Regions from separate parts of the Rattus norvegicus genome. Here region 1 is linked to region 2. The links are chromatin contacts, called in public Hi-C maps. All regions are on one chromosome and are shown on one strand. The core of a region is the stretch at or near the end of the contact, and the rest is flanking DNA. Distances in the headings are between cores, read along the strand shown.

Region 1 (4,293 bases), core at 1,718-4,217, 80 kb after region 2:
CATGACTCCAGCAGGAGCGAGACCAGACTCCTCCCTCTGTTTTAGAACGGAAGTGGGCACGGGAGGCCTCCCCAGCGCAGCCTTGTTTTGGAGAAGAGCTGTGTGTCAGGTTCTAGCCCGGAATAATTAACGAGATAATTCCTGGTGGGGGTAAGGGTGGGGCAGCACAACCAAGGCTGATTTACTACGAGCCCCTTAAACTTAAGGTCTGTTACTTGCTGGATTCATTTACAAGTCTAAGAGCCCCCACATGGGCGCCATACTTCACAATACTATTTCTTTCCCAAGCTAACTTTTATTTTCCTTTCAAACTATGCTCCTGTTAGCAAGCGAGAAATGAACTGGAGAAGGGTCTCGCCATCTTTCAAGAAAGAACGAAAGAGGAGGGGGTGGAGGGGACATGAGGAAGAGGAAACCGAATGAAGGTAGGTCAGCAGCATTGGGAAGTTAGGTCAAACTACCCAAATGAACCACTCCTGCTGACCTGGCAACGCACCTGGCACCCTAAGAAGGAGGTGGCCCAGTCTGGAGGCTGGTGATGGTTTGTTCCATTTTACTGACCTTTGGGGGCTGGCAGCAAGGGATGGCAAAAGACAAGCCTGTGATCACAGCCCAGTGGATAAAACTAACTCCAAAGACACAGGAAGTAAACCACCCAGGCTCCAAGATAGGTAGGGTACAAAAGACCAAGCAGCCCTGGGCCCAGGCTCAACAGTCCCACCCTGAGACAAGAGATAAAGTCACATGGCCCTCCGTGGTCCTTCTCTGGAATGAAGCGCCAGTTCTGAGGCACTGGAACTTTCAAAGAGCGGAAATCACATACAGATGAAAATCTAATGCCTCTACTAATCTGAGGGACACCTGGAGGGTGGGGCACTCCTTTAATGCCAACATTTGGGAGGTACAGGCAAAGGGATCTCTGGAAATCTTAGACCAGCCTGGTCTACATAGTGAGTTACAGGCCAGGTGGGGAGACATTTTAATAATAATAACAACAACAACAACAACAATAATAATAATAATAATAATGACCCAGCTATGGAGCTGACAACCGTTGACTGCTGGAAGGGATTTTCTCAAGGAGTGTAGCCATTCCTAAGCAGAGAAGGATCAAATTGAGGGCCACAGGAAGTTTTGTTTCCTCAACTCCCTCCTAGTTCCCAGGCGGAATGCATCTTTTTATATGGACACAGAGTGGGGCTGTAAAGAAGGGGAATGGATCTTGGAAGAATTGGGGGGAGGGGGAATAAATAAGATAAAAACAGGTTTCCGGGAAACTCAACTAATAAAGATAAAATTTTTGCGATGGGAAATGTTTGAGTTTTCATTCGAATCAAATGGCTAGAAACTAGAACCATCCCAAAGTTGAATCTCACAGGATGCTAACAGAAGAGGAGAAACTAAGGTAAGGTTGCTGAGTGTTTATTCTGACAAAAATTTAAATTTAAAAAACACCATCACCATCACACACACACACACACACACACACACACACACACACACACACACTCTCTTAAAAGAAAAAATTTCCACCAAACTCTAAAGAGTATAACTTCAAACTAAAACACTCTCCTGAAGAAGTGAGGTAGGCTGACAAGGATATATTCCAGAGGGTGGTGATTCAAACTACATCTCTTTGCGTTTCCCTGGGGACCTTTTGGAACAGGAAAGATGGACACTGGTTGCCAGACTGGGGGTGGGGGGTCCCAGTGATCTACTTATTTTTCCATAAGAGCAGCCTTGCTACACTATTAAGTTTGGACTGGGACGACATTTTTGTTTCCTCAACTCGCTCCTAGCTCTCAGACGGAAACCTCGACCTCCTTCATGTAAACAAGACGCGGTAGGGGAACAGAGGTCTCCCCAAAAGCAGCCAGGCAACCGCTGGGCTCAGAAAGGCAAACAAATACTCCAGGCTTGAAAGTGAATGACGCACCCTTAATCAATACACAATTACTTCCGACGGGAAGGAGAACGTTCCGAAACTCCTGCTTTGAGTGGGTAGGTATAGAGAGGTAGGACAAGCTCCTGACCCTAGCAGCTACAGCGCCAACTATCAAGCTTCCTGTAGGGACTGTTGTTTGTTTGTTTGTTTGTTTGTTTGTTTGTTTGTTTGAGACAGGGTTTCACTGTATACCCTTAGCTGTCGGACCTTGCTCTGTAGAACAGGCTGGTCTCGATCCGCCTGCCTCTGCCCCTCCCCCCGAAAGCTGGGGTTAAAGGCGTGCGCCACCACCGCACGGCTCTAGAGACTTAACTGCCCTTCCCAAGTCTGAAAACTTAACGCAGGTAGCTGGGGGCTCCAGCATCACCGCCAGGGTGCATCCGGCTAAGGCAGCGCCAGCAGCCCCTCCGCAGTCTGGACGCGGTGTTTGTGAGTCACCGTACAGGAACAGGATCAGATGGTGGTGTCCCAGGTGGGGCCGTGACTTCGGACTTACGGAGAGTGGCGACAACTTTCAGTTTAGAGCAAACTTAGAGAAAGTTGCATTATCCACAGACCTCCGGGATGACCCGGCCGCCGTACTTTAGCCCCCACATCACTCTCCGCGGGCCACAAGGGCTGCTTTGTGCAGGCGAGCGCAGTGCTGGGGCCCCAGCACCGGGCGGGGAGACTTTCCCTCCCAAGTCCCCAGCGCCCTCGGGCTCGGCCACCAGACGCACGCTGTTTACACAGGAAGGGAAGGCTCCTCCTCAGCCCGGGAGGGAACCGGCCAGTGCACGCAGATCCGAAGCCCGCGCCCCGCCGACCCATCTGGGAGCGCCCAGGGGTGCACTGCACCCTCGGTTCCCGCAAGCGGCCGCGGGAGAGCAAAAGTTACGGAGCGCGCTGCGGGGCGGCGCGGCTTACCTGCGAGGCGCGGCACGAGCGCGCAGAGCCCGAGCAGACAGGCGTAGAGGGTCGCGGGCACCCGCGGCATGGTGCGCGCCGCTCGGCGGGGGCGCGCGGCGGGGACGGAGCGGGGCCGAGGCCGGGGACCGCAGCGGCATGCCGGGCGCTGCGCTCGGGATCACGGCGCCCGCGGCCGGGCTGGCCCGCGCCCCGCCGCCACCATCGTCCTCGCTGGCCGGCTGGGACACCCGGAGTAGTCACCGTTTACGACGTACCCTCGCCGAGTCCCCGCGCGTCTGCTCTCGGCGCCCCTTCCCTTCTCCCTCTGCTGCCGGCCCCCAACTCTTCTCTGCTTTCTCCTCCCCTCTCTCCCGCAGGCCGCCACTCGGTCAGTTTACGGCTAGGCGGGACGGGGCGGGGCGAGCTCCGGGCCGGACCAGCTCCGCCCTGCGCCGGGACCCGCCAGCACGCCTAGGTCCTGGGCTGCCCAGGTGGCTGTCACAGCTGACGCACTTGTGGGGATCGCGGGTTCGAAACTTCTAGTTAGGGTCTCCTCCCGGATCTTGGCCTCTACGGGAGGGGGCGGGACACGCTCCTTTAGGGCTACAGAGATTACTTGGACCAAAGCAATCTCAGTTATGACTTCAGGATCGAGGGAAGATACGGCTTGGATCTGCCAGGCCATTTCGTCACGCCACAAGCGCATGCCAGCCCAGGCCTCGCCTGAGAGGGACAGAGGCGCCGGCATATTCAATCTCAAGACGCCACGCTTGGGATGGGCAAGGGAGGACACTAGAAGCTCAGGTGAAGCCCAGGGCACCCTGCTGAGCAGGCACTGTGCTAAGTGCTGTCTGTCCTTGTCCTCACCCCTCGAGTACTCCTAACATCCCTACCTTTGTTTAGGTGAGGAAACTGAGCCACTGAGGTTTAATACGCTGGAGGAAGGGACTGCTAGGATGTTTTTCAGAAATTAGGAATGCAGGTCAGGAACCAGTTGGAAGGTCAGGACTTGGAGGTGTGGGTGCAAAACCTACCTAAGGCATTTGGATCTTACAAGCTTTGTTGTGCCCACCTTCCAAACTCTGACTCGGTGGCACTGGCAGAAGTGTAGTGTAGTGCATAGGGGAAAGTGAACCAATACAGAGTAAACTTAAAAATTCATTCTTAAACCATATGCAACTACCATACTCTGTCATCTTTGGCTTTGTTTTGATTTAAAAGTCACACTTGCTGCCAGCCATGGTCCAGTAGAATTCATGCTGCAGAAACAGCCCAGGTAGATCTTGGAATTACCTGCCCTTGGGGGCATTGGCCTTGGGGCTATTCCTATCCCAGCTTAGAGGTGGCGGTCCTACGCTATGGGAGCTGATCAAAGAGTTTGAACTGGAAGGTTGAATAGTGAGAAGTGTTGGTTAGTCTGGCAGGGATGTGTAGGAAGGATCAGCTAGCAGGAGAGTTGA
Region 2 (4,724 bases), core at 1,877-4,376:
ACTGGGAATGTGCTGGGCTTGCACACAGGCAGGGTTTGAGGGCTGAGCCTGAGCAAAGCTATCTATGGGCCCGTGAAGAACGCAGGGAAGCACAGCCTTTGAGTGCCTGGTGCCATCGCTTCCCTGTGACCAGACACGGGGAGAGAAACAAACTCTCCAGCCTCGCCCACATGTGCCAGGCTAAGTGGAAGCGTTAGGAGCCTGTGAGTTGGAGCTGGGACGTGGAAACTCGGCCTGCTTGGCTGAGAAGTAGGGTTCCGGGGCGTCTGTCCAGTGGAGGTGCTATCTGCCTGACCTACTGCTGTCTGATAACCAGAGAGAGGCATTGTCTGGTTCAGCCACTGGCTCTTGGCTCCTGCTGGATGCAGGAATGCTATAAAAAGCCTGTCCCGTCAGGGACAGCAAGTAGGTCTGTTTTACTTACCACCCATCCCCCATTAAAATTCTGTTCTCCTACTGGATTAGCAAAGAACCCAGAGAGGCTAGAAGGCACTGGAAATTCCTTGGCTTCCCTCCCTGGTGGCTGAAGTCTCAGGATAAGCACTGATACTGAGGGCTCCCGGGGTCCTGGAGACTTTCCAGGTTCCCATTCCAAGATTCCGTCCAGAGGAATGTCACAGATGCTGCAGCTATCCTGGCCAGACTGGTGATTCAACTTCATTGGGATGATTCTGGTTCTTCAATGGGAGGACCATCCTTTCAAAAGGGGAGTTGCCCAGACCCCACACAAACTCCCCAACCCCGGGGTTCTACAGATGCCAAGTCCACCCAGCTCTCAATAAAACAAAGAGGTGAGGAAGGCCCAAAGGTCAAGGTCCAGAAGAGTGGACAAGAGCAGGGGTGTGTGCGGCGCGTGTGTGGTGCGTGCGTGCGTGCGTGCGTGCGTGCGTGTTGGCATGTATGCCGTGAGAAGGCTCTAACAGAGGCTCACTGGGCCCTTTGTGTGGGGTGCTAATGTTAGCTGGACAGCCAGCCACTTGTGTACTGATGTGTCAAGGTTAGTTCTTAAGAATGCAAGCTCCTGGGGTGTAGGTCAACTCAGCGGGGCTGGTGATTAATGGATGGGGGTCCTTAGAGGGCCACCTAAGAACTTAGAGTGGGAATCTCACCAGACTCAAGGCTTCAGGCTTTCATTTGAGGATGGCTTCTCTTTCAGGACATCCTTGTTTTACCTACTGCCAAGTCTCCTGTTTCTTAGTCACAAAACCACCTCTGTTTGGAAACGACCACAAGGCCCCGCTTGCCTCTCCCTCACCTTCACAAGAAGCTGCCATTATTACAGGAAGTGAGATCTACTAAGTCCAACTGTTCCAGTGCTGCCTTGGCCATAAGAGCCTCCACTGTTGTCCCCTGAAGTACCCACTGACAGCTGAACTGCTTTCCTGTTTTCCTAGAGACCCAGAGCCTTTGGTCACCATTCCCTAACACATCCCTTATCTTTTCTAACTTGTGACACCCAGAAAAGAAGCCTACTGCCAAGGAGTGGCCAGGGTCTTAAGTTTGACACACACGTCCTACTAGTGTGGGCCAGCTATTGTTTCTTAGTCCCCAAACTATTCCTCTCAATTCCACAACCATCAATCTCCGAAGCTCTCTGACCTCTCCCTCCCTGGCCACAAAGGGCGGCGATTTTCACTCCCTAGCGAATTCATCTCACTCATCACCTTCTTCTAGCCTTATTCTCCAGGGTTCCCACCTAGGAGAGACTCCACTGTCCCTCTGGGTCTCAGCTCTAATAGCCTACTCCTCTTCTTTGCCAGACCGTTCTTCCTTGGCTACAGGGAAGATCCACTTGTATAAGCACTCCATCTACTGGGACTGCAGCCTGGTGAGCAGAACACCAGCTCATAAGCATTCACCGGACAGTAGATCTCAGCACAGTCGCCAGCAAGTTGGGACATCCCCGTGTTAAGCACTGGGTGGCACACCTGGCTGCCAAAACTCAGACTCGAGGGAGATTACAGTTCAGTCAAGAGGAAGAAGGGAAGAGTACAAGCCTTCAGGGGCCTCTTTGGAGCATCACACAGGTGTTGTTTGAAAGTGTGCTCCCTCTGTCTCACAAAATGGAGGAAGTGCAGGACTCTCCCAAACACAAGCACATCCCAGTAAAAAAGAATCGAGGCCACCAGTAAGGACGGGGCTCTCTGTCACTCTCTGTCTGTCTCTGTCTGTGTCTCTGTCTCTCTCTCTCTCTCTGTCTGTCTCTGTCTGTGCCTCTGTGTCTCTGTCTCTCTCTCTCTGTCTGTCTCTGTCTGTGTCTCTGTGTCTCTGTCTCTCTCTCTCTCTCTGTCTGTCTCTGTCTGTCTCTTGACTCTGTCTCTGTCTCTGACTCTCTTTCTCTCTCCCTCCCCCCTCCCCCCCTCTTCCTCTCTCCCTCCTCCCAACCCTTCTCTCTTTCCTGGATTTCTATTCAGAAGACCCTGAGCTTAGTTTTACACTCATTATTACTATCTTAAACCTTTATACATATATTTTTTAAAGTTATGTGTAAGTCAGGCATGGGCTCACACCTTTAGTCCAAGCACTCAGGAGGCAGAAGCAGGTGACTCTCTGAGTTTGAGGCCAGCCTGGCCTACAAAGCAAGTTCCAGGACAGAGACACCTTGCCCTGAAAAACACTAAATTAATTAATTGAATTATGTGTATGTATGTGCTTCTGTGTGTGGGTGTGTAATATGTGAGGCAGGTTCTCTCAGAGTCCAGAAGATGGGCAGTTGTAAGCCACCCAACATAGGTGATAGCGACTGGACTTGGGTCCTCTACTTGGGTATGCACCCTTAACGGTAATCTATCTCTCTAGCCCCTTAAAATTCTTTAAAGAAAAAAATTCATTCATTTTATATATGCAAGTACACTGCAACTGTCTTCAGCCACACCAGAAGAGAGCATCTGATCCCATTACAGATGGTTGTGAGCCACCCTGTGGTTGCTGGGATTTGAACTCAGGACCTCTGGAAGAGCAGTCAGTGCTCTTAACCCATGAGCCATCACTCCAACCCGCCCCTTAAAATTCTTCATCTTCAGACCTCATATGTCATTGCACCGGTTTCACCCAGTCCAGAAAGTCCTGCTCTCATGATCTGCATGACCCTGGTGGACAGTGACACACCCGGCCTGGAGAAAGAGTGGCTCTGTGCCGATGTCCACATCCAGACAACAAACCCCACACAGCTCTAGCCAGAGAGGCCATGTGACTGTGTGTGGCCCGTGGACATTGCGACAATACTTGGACAGAGAGAGGACAAAGGGCCAGCGAGGAGAGGCTTGCCCGAGGACCTGCTACAATTTCCAGAGGGCTATGGCTACTGGATCCCAAAGATGGGCCAAAAGCAACTTTGGAGGTGTGAACACTGTCATTATTATGTTTTCGAATGTGCTAAAAACCATCCTGTTACAACTGATGCCAAGGAAAGTTTCCATTTAAAGTCTTTTTTTTTTTTTCTCTCATTTCCAGACATCAGATTCCCACACAAACAAATGAGAGCCGTACACAAGCGAGTTGTGGCGTAAACGATAATGACTCTGCCCCAAGCCTTGGACTACACTGTGCCTGACTGGGCCGTGGCACCATCAGTGATTTGGGTCCTGCTGCCTGCTGCTCACTGCCAGTGGGACCTGGGGCCAGTTTCTCAGGCTCCTCTTTGAGCCCCAGGTTTTGAGGCCACTGCGTTAACATGGAGAACTAGAGTTAACTGCAAAGCTGCTGGAAGAGACAGAAGCCAGGGGCTGGCTAGATGGCTCAGTGGGTAAAAGCACTTGCTGTCCAGCCTAAGGGCCTGAGTCCAAATGTGGGGTCCCATACAGTGGAACAGAACCTACTTTTGCAAGTTGTCATATGACCCCCACACTCAACACACATATAAAATAAATATAAAAAAGAAAAGAAAAGAAAAGAAATTAGTAGTAAAGCACCAAGTGGGCACACTGTAAGTTCCTACATATAGGTGGCTATGGCTCCCTGGGACAGGAAGGCTATGATCAATGGGAGGGTTCATCTGGGTGAGCTTGGGCAAGCCTACTACCATCCTAGAGTCCCTGGCTGCCCACCAGTGCACTATTCTGTCCCCACCCAATTTGCTGTGAACTCCATGACAATGACACAGAGGGAGGGACCGCTCTCTGGTGAAGCCTGCATCCCATCACCACGATGTCCCAATCCTTGCCATGTGAAATGCATGCGGTGGAAGGGTCGTGGGAGTTAGGTGCGGGCTACAGAACAGGAAGCCTTAGGCTCTGTGCTTTCATTTCGGTAATTCTGTATTAGATTCCCTAGTCTGTCACACAGGTAACAGTGTCTTCCTCGCAGGAAACTAAGAGGGGAACAGAGAAATGCTCACTGTCCAGTCTGCTTCCGGTCCATCATGGGGTAAAATGTATCCTCTCTGTATTCTGTGAAGGACCCCAAAGTAAGATCCTTGCAGTTTCCCTACATGTGTTTAAGGCAGCATGAACAGACTTTCAATCCATTCTGCCTCAAGGTGGCATTTTCAACAGGCCCGTTCTCTTGCTTTTTCCTAACCTATTCATAGCTTGTCACTCTCGCTTCTAAGAAGACTCTACCACAAGCAGTGTGGCCTGAAGAGAAGAGTGGTACCATTACCAAACATTCCCAATGATCCTCTGCTAACACAGCCCCGGCCGGCACAGCCCCGGTGGGCACACCACATAAGATGCTTAAGCTTTTTATATCACATGTCTTTACTGGGGTGGAGTAAGGGGCCCAGT

Evidence for each region. A called contact is a pair of places that touch in the nucleus more often than the background predicts.
Region 1: a Hi-C map of hepatocytes shows a contact between it and region 2, with 1.7 times the contacts expected there. The contact joins the promoter of Itgb5 here to the enhancer-like site in region 2. A contact is called at or near these places in 2 of 12 Hi-C or Micro-C datasets (hepatocytes and liver).

What each region holds. Positions count from the first base shown.
Region 1 is chr11:80,446,406-80,450,698 of GRCr8, forward strand. Itgb5 (integrin subunit beta 5) reads right to left here and starts at 2,968. Exons shown (of 15, transcript NM_147139.2): 1 at 2,852-2,968. The coding sequence starts at 2,921.
Region 2 is chr11:80,365,760-80,370,483 of GRCr8, forward strand. The region is part of intron 9 of Itgb5 (integrin subunit beta 5); the gene reads right to left. Among named protein-coding and RNA genes, the nearest start is that of Umps, 57 kb to the left of the region's middle. Within about 2 kb of position 3,127, at least 46 of the 93 cell types and tissues checked have an H3K27ac peak or open chromatin away from gene starts, as enhancers often do. A contact at or near this core is called in hepatocytes and liver, where this site is marked.